2 separate regions of the Mus musculus genome follow, and region 1 is linked to region 2. A link is a contact called in public HiChIP or PLAC-seq data. All regions are on one chromosome and are shown on one strand. Each heading gives the region's core, a stretch centred on a gene start, on an enhancer-like site or on the middle of the called end of the contact. The rest is flanking DNA. Distances are from core to core; before and after follow the strand shown. Region 1 overlaps Dgki (diacylglycerol kinase, iota). Region 2 overlaps Ptn (pleiotrophin).

Region 1 (4,037 bases), core at 211-2,710, 250 kb before region 2:
CCCCAATTTTCCTGCTATGGCAGCACATTTGTGCCCATCTCTTTTGGATGGCCTGTTTCAGTTGCAGGAAAGTTGACTCCTGGTTTTATCTATGGTTTACAAAAGACAGACTTCCCGGTGTGAAGACAGGCAAGGGTATGGTAGTTTGCATTTCTTAGTTGTCAGGCATGTGCAAAGCAAGGTCTGCACGTCCAGTAGAGAAAATGACACTGGCATGCAGTCACCGTTACTCTCCACTTTACAGAAGAGGAAGGGGTGTGCTTAGTGACTGGTCCACTCACTCCAGTACCCATGGGAGCTTGGTTCCAATGCCAGCGTCTCCTTCTGGATCCTGTGCTCTCTGCCCCGCTACGGTGCTGCCTTATGCTGTCATATGCATGCACAGGCACAAGCAGATACGTCCACGTACATAGTACACAAATGCGCATCCAGTTTGTGTGTAAAGACATCTTCGTGTGAAAGTCTGAAGAAGTGTACTTTGTCCTTGAAGATGAGGGTACAAGATCCTCAAAGTCCCCAAGGCTCTGTGTAGAGCTGAGTGCAGATGAAGCCCATCCCTTGGGAACCACTCTTTTAGAAAGCAAGACAGCAGCTAAGCCTGAGAAGATTTGATTGGCAGCTGCCAAACCCATCACAGGCAGTCGCAGGACTCCTTTCTTGGTGGCTAATCCTCTTGCTTTTCCATCTCTTTCAGTGTGAGCTTTCAAGTGACTTAGAGTTTTTCTTTGTAGGCTCATGTTCAGAGGCGGTTGTTTGATGTTCGCTTTCGATCTCTGTTTCGTTTCCTCACAGAGTATTTTAAGACTTATCAGACTAGAATTGTGTCTGCTGTGGGTGGTGAAAGCTTCCATGCTAGAAACACATCCCTGGGTTTGTGGGAGATTGGCCTAACTGTTTACCAGACAGAGGCTCTCTCAGTTTCTTCCAGACATACCAAGTTACAGTCCCGGGGCCGGGCCTCAGGCAGTGGGCATCTGTACTCTGTTCCAACCTTCTTTCCCCCTGCCTAGAGAACACTGGTACCAGTACAGCCTCTAGCCAGCAGGGGGCTGCTTTCATCCCTCATTACTAGACAGACAGCAGACTGGATTCCTCCACTGCCCCAAGGTTTTCTTTACCTCACCTTTAATGCCCTGTGTTTTGTTGATGGACAAGAAGATGTCTTTCTCAGCTCTCTCTTCTATTACTGCTGTGTTTACAGTAAGATCAGATGTTGTAAGGGTGAACTAATATAAATATCTTCCCAAGGAAAGAGAGATATAGGCAAATTAAAATAAGAACAATCTCTCATTTAAATCTAGAAAAATAAAAAGAGTGAGGACGGGCGACTCAGAGAAGTTTGGGGGGGGAAGCATCCAATATTCTTCTCTGGATGCATTGTTGAATTAGATTCTGAGTTCTATTGCATGTCTGCAGCTCTGGTTTCTCTTAGTGCTGTCTGCATCTGTGTTTATCATTCTGGATGCTTGTGACCTTTCTATGACCCTCCACAAGCTTCCTACAGTTTCCCAGTTCTTTCAGCTTTCATTGTGCTTAGCTGTGCTTTTAGTAGCAAGGAAACAGTGTTTGGCACAGCCACGAGAGCCGACTTATCACCTGGACCACTTGACTGGCACGGTGTGAGCAAAAAGAGCTAAAGAAATCCAGGTCACAATCTAAGGATGGTCCAGGAATGGCTTCTTAACACTTAGGAAGATCTGTGTTTGTAGTGTGTCACATGTAGTGAATTTTGGAGCTTTCTCTACATCCAGAGATGTCAAAAATCACATATTGCTGCCTCTAAGATAGTCAGGCCATTCCCAGTACCAGGTTTGGTATTATTGAGTTAGTAGTTTTTCGGTTTTAGAAACGGAACTTAGGGAGGTCTTGGGGCATGCCAGCAGGAGATTTCCCATTGAGCTACACCCCACTCACCTCTTTATTTTGTTTTGTCCTGAGATAGGGCTTCACAAATTGCCTAGGTTGGCCTCACTCACCATCCTCCTCCCTCAGCCTCCTGAGAAGTTTGGAACTGTGAGCTTGTGCTGGTAGGCCTTGCGATCCTCACCTCCTTATGAAAACTTATTCCTCTGCGGCACTAAAAATGCTGGCCTCACTAACTGGTGTTAGTCTTACCTCGTTATGAACGGCAGTTCTCATGTATAAATGATGCGATGCTAATGCCGCTCTATCATTCAACTCCCTTACAAAGTGGAAACTAAAATTAAACTATCTTACGGAGTCTTTTTATGTTGGCATATAGTAATGGCTTCGTCTTGACATTTTTGAAGTTCAATAATGTGATGTTGCTCGGGGATAGCATAGAGATTGTAATCAGTGTACCATCCTCTGCCAGCGTGAACTCTGAGGGCAGCCATTTTGTCTTATCCAGCATAGCCCAGCTCATTAATCTCGTTATTTCAGCCGTTCTGCTCTGTTGTGCATGTAGTTGGTGGTGCTCATTAAATGCAGTGCTAGCATGTTGTTAAAAGAAAACCCCATGACACTCATACAAGTATAGACTAAAACATGTCACTGTTTTGCTGAGCTCTGGAATGGAACACTTAAAGGATAAGGCTCATCTGTCAGAGAATAGGAGAAGAATTTTAAGTGGCTTATAGTAGGATTTCCCCCCCCCTCCGCCCCAAATTTGGGGTAGAATGGGTTAATATGCAACCGGAACTGAAGTCATAACCTTTAACATAATCTCTTCTTGACATGTGTCATCTGTACTTCCACCATGTAAGCCATAGTTGAAAATTATTAGGGAGACCTATGTATGGAACGTGGGTCTGTGTGACATCCTAAAGACATGTAGGTTTCTTTTTTGCTATGCTGAGGTTAGGAGCTGTTTGTTTGTATTGTAATATGGCTAAATTCAAAGGATTTTTTTCTTCTAGAACACAGATTAAGCGGGGCTTGTGATCCTAGTATGTACTTTCTGTTTAGATTTATCTGAGACATTAAGTCCATGCACAGTCTTGTCTCCATAGTGAATCATAAAAGAGATTTTTAGGGACAATTAGGAAAACTACGAGTTTCCAAAATGATGCTGTGGAGGGTGGTCATGCAACGAGGGCCTGTATCGGCCATAGACCAGTGTTCAGTCTTTAGATGCGTTGTGGTTTAAGCTGTACACGGCCCTGTGAAGTAGGTCTCATTATCTCATTTTGAAAATCAAATAAATTAGTCTCTGTAAAGTTATGCAGCTTAATCAAGGTTCTGTAGCCTGTATGAGCTGCATTGGAATTTAGTCTGATTCTGAGTTTTATATTCTCTCTGGTACTCTGTTCTATTACCCCATCTAAATGACCTTAAATTCCCCTAAATTTTAAAGTATCATTCTAGATAAACATGCAGATTTATGAGTCCCCATTTGATTATATAATAAAGCATGCATAAAGTGGTCTTTTTTCCTATTTAAGGTTTGACCATTTTGAAAGCACTTGAAGTAAGCAGGCTTTCTGTTGTCTGACCACTGTATTAAACATGTGTTTTAAGCATTCTGACCTTTCCAAGCCTCCTCAATTTCCTTCCTGGTGACTTATTGTCTTTCTCTTCTCCCTTCTGGCCCCCAATGTGTCTGTAGGTGGGCTGGATCCTCTCCATCCTGGACGAGCTGCAGCTGAGCCCACAGCCTCCTGTGGGGGTGCTTCCACTGGGGACTGGGAATGACCTGGCTCGGACGCTCAACTGGGGAGGGGTAAGAACTGGAGGCGGCTGCCCTTAGCATAGAGGAGCAAGCCAGACCTGCAGATCACTCTGTGCTCGCCCCTAGAAGCAGTAAGCTACTGCTGTCAGAGGGACAAGTTAGAAGTGGGACTCAAATGGCCTGTTTCTTTGTCATTTCTTCACTTTAGACTTAGAATCATCCAGGGAGGAGGGGTTGAGTGTGAAGAAAACACATGGTTAGTGCACAGATAGGTTGAGTGTTGAAGTATCTACCAGGGCATGGCCAATGGGTCAGTCTCAAGTGGTCATGAGAAGCAGTTCTGCCAATCTCCGGTCACCCTGACCCTCAGCCCTGGCCATAATGGCAAATCTGCTTTAGAATTAAG
Region 2 (3,870 bases), core at 1,061-3,560:
ATTTTGACAGAGAAGTGAAATTTTTAGTTACTGGCAATCTTCCCTTTGCTTGGATTCATTTCACAGCTGAATTAATGGACACTAGGTGTCTAACAACACAGACCATACATAAGTGTATGAACCAATAGTAGCATGTACATTTTCCTAAGACAAATATGCTTTACGGTCACTGGCCAGTGACATCCTTTCATTATCCATTTATAGTGGATCACTGCAGATTTGTTATTCACATTAGACACAGAACATGAAGGATATAGTACTAGTGTCTCCTTATCTCCCAGGAGTAAACTCATTGTCCTATGAGTTTCAGAAATGGGTAATCCAAAGAAGTTGGATAACAGAAATCCAAGTGCAGACAAGAAGAAAGTATGTAATGGGAGGTGAAACTCAAACATAAATGGTGTGAGACAAGTGTGAGAAACACAGACACTGCGCCTGTTTGAGAGATCCTCTGTGTTCAGCAAACACACTCCATCAAGACAGAAGGCAAACTAAGCCATGTAAATGGGCAACACAGGCCTGACAAAAGAGAATAGGCTGTTCCGAACACAATCGAAGCTAGCAACAAAATCACTTTAATGGGATTTTAGATTCTATTTTGCAACACGGAGCGTTAAAAGAGTGGAACACTGGAAGCTAGTCCAAACCTAAAAAGGTGTCTGACATTTTCCAAGGAAGGAAAAGGCAACTGTTACATGCTATAATTTTTCTACAAGAGTAAGGGAGTTAGCAGTTCAGGTCAATCCTGTTAAGTTCCCCAAAAAGCTCCAAATCTCAAATAAATATTGCATATATGCAAACACTGTAGTAAGAGAATCTTAGTGATTGGACACAATTTTTAATAGGTCCCAGATCAGTTGTAATTTCCCCAATTCATTATTAGAGTTGCTTTCCATGGTGTCTGGTTAAATGATCATTTCTGCTGTCCCATAGATCCATGCAAATTAACAGCTTTCCATAGGACCTGTCCACATATCACTCCTGAAAAGTAACGAATTGAGTTAGGTTTATATAGATTTAAAGTAGGGCTCAGAGGCCGAAGCAGAACATGTCCACCCATGTATGTATCCATAAACTATTTATGGGATGCTCTTCCATGCTTCAAGAACGGTAGAAAAGTGGAAGGCACCTGCTTTCATTCTTTGTAGAATAAAGGCAAGCCACAGAATTAGTCAGTAGGAAGGACTGTGGAGTGGATAAAAGAGAGCAAAGAGATAGAGGACCGGTGAGGGAGGGAGGCAGGTGAGGAGAGAGTGTGGAGAGGGTTCTGAGGCCCAGTCCAGTGTGTTTCCATTCCTGGGCTGAAGGAAAACAAAACAAACAATCAAATCACAAGTGTTAATCTCATATAATTTCAATGCTGAAGACCAAACTTCTTATTTTGAATTTTTATTAAGATATCTTTATAACAAATAAACATCTGTTATTATTCAACATATTATTTGACTTTTCCTACTCACCTATGGCATATTTTGAGTAAAGCATTAAGAAAACAATTAATTTATAGATGGACCCTTAAGACTATGATGTCTTTTTCATAGTTTAAGCATGAAACAACATTTTATTTTGCTGTTTCCGTATATTTAAATCAGGATCTCTGTGTTCTTTAGCTGATGCCATTGTTGTAGTTCCACTAAGATGTGAATATTAAATACAACTTGGAGGAGAAGAGAACTATGCTTTGATGTTGATAAAATAGACAACGGTCAAATAAACCAAGTTCAAATAGAACAAAGGTCACTCATAAAAATAGTCAATGTGTAAGAAAATAGCATTGGTACAGATAAACTATGAATTTGTATAGTGCAGGCTATCTTCTAGCCCCAGCCGTCTGAGAAGTTGGCATCCATTCCTGAACACTAGCAATGTCAGCAGAAATTTCAACACCACTAATTTATTTTATGGTTAGCAGCTGGATGTCAGGGAAGAAAATGAAGCTAACATTTCGGATGATCATATATGGGATAGGACCTCCAAGGAAATAAGACATAGGCATTTCTCTGCAAAATGCAGAGAAAGAAAAATAATAACAGCGACAAAAACAATTTTAAAACCACAGAGGAATCGAATCCATATTTAATCACAAAGATTTTATTCTAATAAAGCCAACATCTCTTTGACTCTTAGCCAAGCTGTGAGCAGGTTGAAAGCCTGGCCTTAGGAGACCTTGATAAATGCTATTAACCTCCAAGTTTGGAGCTGACAGCAGGAGGTGACCTCGAAGCTTCTTTGCTTGTTTAGCTGTGCTTAGCTGTGCCTGGGTTATATAATTCACTACCACGGAGAGCAGGAGAGCGTAGCTGACAACAAAGCAAGTGAGCCCTACCAGCTGTCAAGTCGTCCCCTTAACTGTCCATTAGCCTGGGTGCTCTGAATGGGACACCTGTGGGCACGGAATGTATTGTGGGAAACTCATTAGAGCCTGAGCACAGGCAGTCCACCTCAAAGCTCACTTTGAGCCTGTGAAAAACAGAGGCAGACCTCCTAACATCCATCGTTCCCCAAGCCCAGCTCGCTCTGTAAGAAGAATGACCATATCAGGGTATGTGGGAAGGATAACAAGGTACCCCGTGGGCCGGCTCCACAGTCAGCTGCATGACCACAGAAAGCAGAGTGCTTGTTTGTGAAGGGCAAGTGCTGTTAGGGTTGCAATTCAACCGACAAACGGATGCCAGAAAACCATCAGAAAGTTTATAATGCGAATTTGAAAATAAAAGAAAGCCTTACAGAAAAATGTATCCCTATTGCAGTGTCGGGAGTTTTATTTCTCCATGTTAGTGCTCTTCTCCTATCTGAACACCTTAGAAGACGCTTCTTACCTTTTAGAACATCTCTTTGCAATTCATTTACCCTTGATTCTGACCAGGCATTTCTAATCTGTAATCTAGAATGCACAGTGTATTGGCTGTATAAGGCCAGGTGAGAATCTGCAGCAGAAGCCCGCGGTGCTCAGCTCCCTAGGAGTGGGGAAAGGTACGGTTGCTGCTGTAATATGGCGGCTTGGGTAGTTAGACTACTTACTGCTCATTCAGGACGTGACACTGAGATGTGCGGTTTCATTTTACAATGTAGCCACGCTCTGTCTCCCCGTGTGTATTACTGTTTCTAAATGAAATGTGAGATGCGTATTTTTTAGGGGAAGGAGTTCATGGGAGTGGCTGGGCGAATTTCAGGAAAAGATGAGAGAAAAAGAAGAGGTAAGAATGTTTTATCTCCTAATGGTGTAAATCCTTGTCATCAAATGGAGGCTACTGAGTGTTTGTTTAAATATGAATGTATTCCATGATGTTTTCCAAAGGAGCAGGAGCATCATGAGCACACGATGGATCATTTAGCTAATAAAATAGAGGGCACTGGTTTTGTTTTGATTTGTTTTTGAAGTCATGGGACACAGACTTGAGGTCTTTTAGGTAATGGGATGTGTTTAGATTAGGTAGACCGTTTAACTTTGTATGTGACCCTTAGATGTCACAGGACTAGCTGTTTAAATGCTGCTGTGAATGCTGGCAGAGCAGGTGCATGCACAGCTGGGTAGCAGCTGGCTTATTGCAGCAACTGGGCTCAGGTCTTTTCTGTAGTCTTCTCCCCCCCTTAGCCCCATTCATCAGCTCTTGGGAACATGTTCTTATTTGTGTCTGTACAGGTTTCAAAGCTCTTTGTAGACACCGAGAGAGAGAGTCTGAGAATCAGTTGGATTCTGATAAAATGAAGAAAAAAAAAGTCAAGTCTCTACAGGGGAGAAATCCTGGATTTTTTTTTTTAAATTCATTTGTTACATCCAGAGGTTAAAAGACTACACACACACACACACACACACACACACACACACACACACACACACACACAGAGAGAGAGAGAGAGAGAGAGAGA

Evidence for each region. HiChIP or PLAC-seq counts read pairs in DNA pulled down with a chosen protein or histone mark.
Region 1: a contact with region 2 is called in an H3K27ac HiChIP or PLAC-seq map of stem cell-derived neural progenitor cells, with 3 times the contacts expected there. The contact joins two enhancer-like sites. A contact is called at or near these places in 2 of 15 datasets of contacts at CTCF or cohesin (both in the NIH/3T3 cell line), 7 of 484 Hi-C or Micro-C datasets (cochlea, cortical neurons, embryonic fibroblasts and 3 more) and 2 of 115 datasets of contacts at active chromatin or transcription factors (astrocytes and stem cell-derived neural progenitor cells).

What each region holds. Positions count from the first base shown.
Region 1 is chr6:37,034,229-37,038,265 of GRCm38.p6, reverse strand. It overlaps Dgki (diacylglycerol kinase, iota), which reads left to right. Exons shown (of 34, transcript NM_001081206.2): 13 at 3,569-3,682. Among named protein-coding and RNA genes, the nearest start is that of Gm52857, 130 kb to the right of the region's middle. Within about 2 kb of position 1,460, at least 26 of the 459 cell types and tissues checked have an H3K27ac peak or open chromatin away from gene starts, as enhancers often do. A contact at or near this core is called in stem cell-derived neural progenitor cells, where this site is marked.
Region 2 is chr6:36,787,446-36,791,315 of GRCm38.p6, reverse strand. The region is part of intron 1 of Ptn (pleiotrophin); the gene reads left to right. Among named protein-coding and RNA genes, the nearest start is that of Ptn, 21 kb to the left of the region's middle. Within about 2 kb of position 2,310, at least 51 of the 459 cell types and tissues checked have an H3K27ac peak or open chromatin away from gene starts, as enhancers often do. A contact at or near this core is called in stem cell-derived neural progenitor cells, where this site is marked.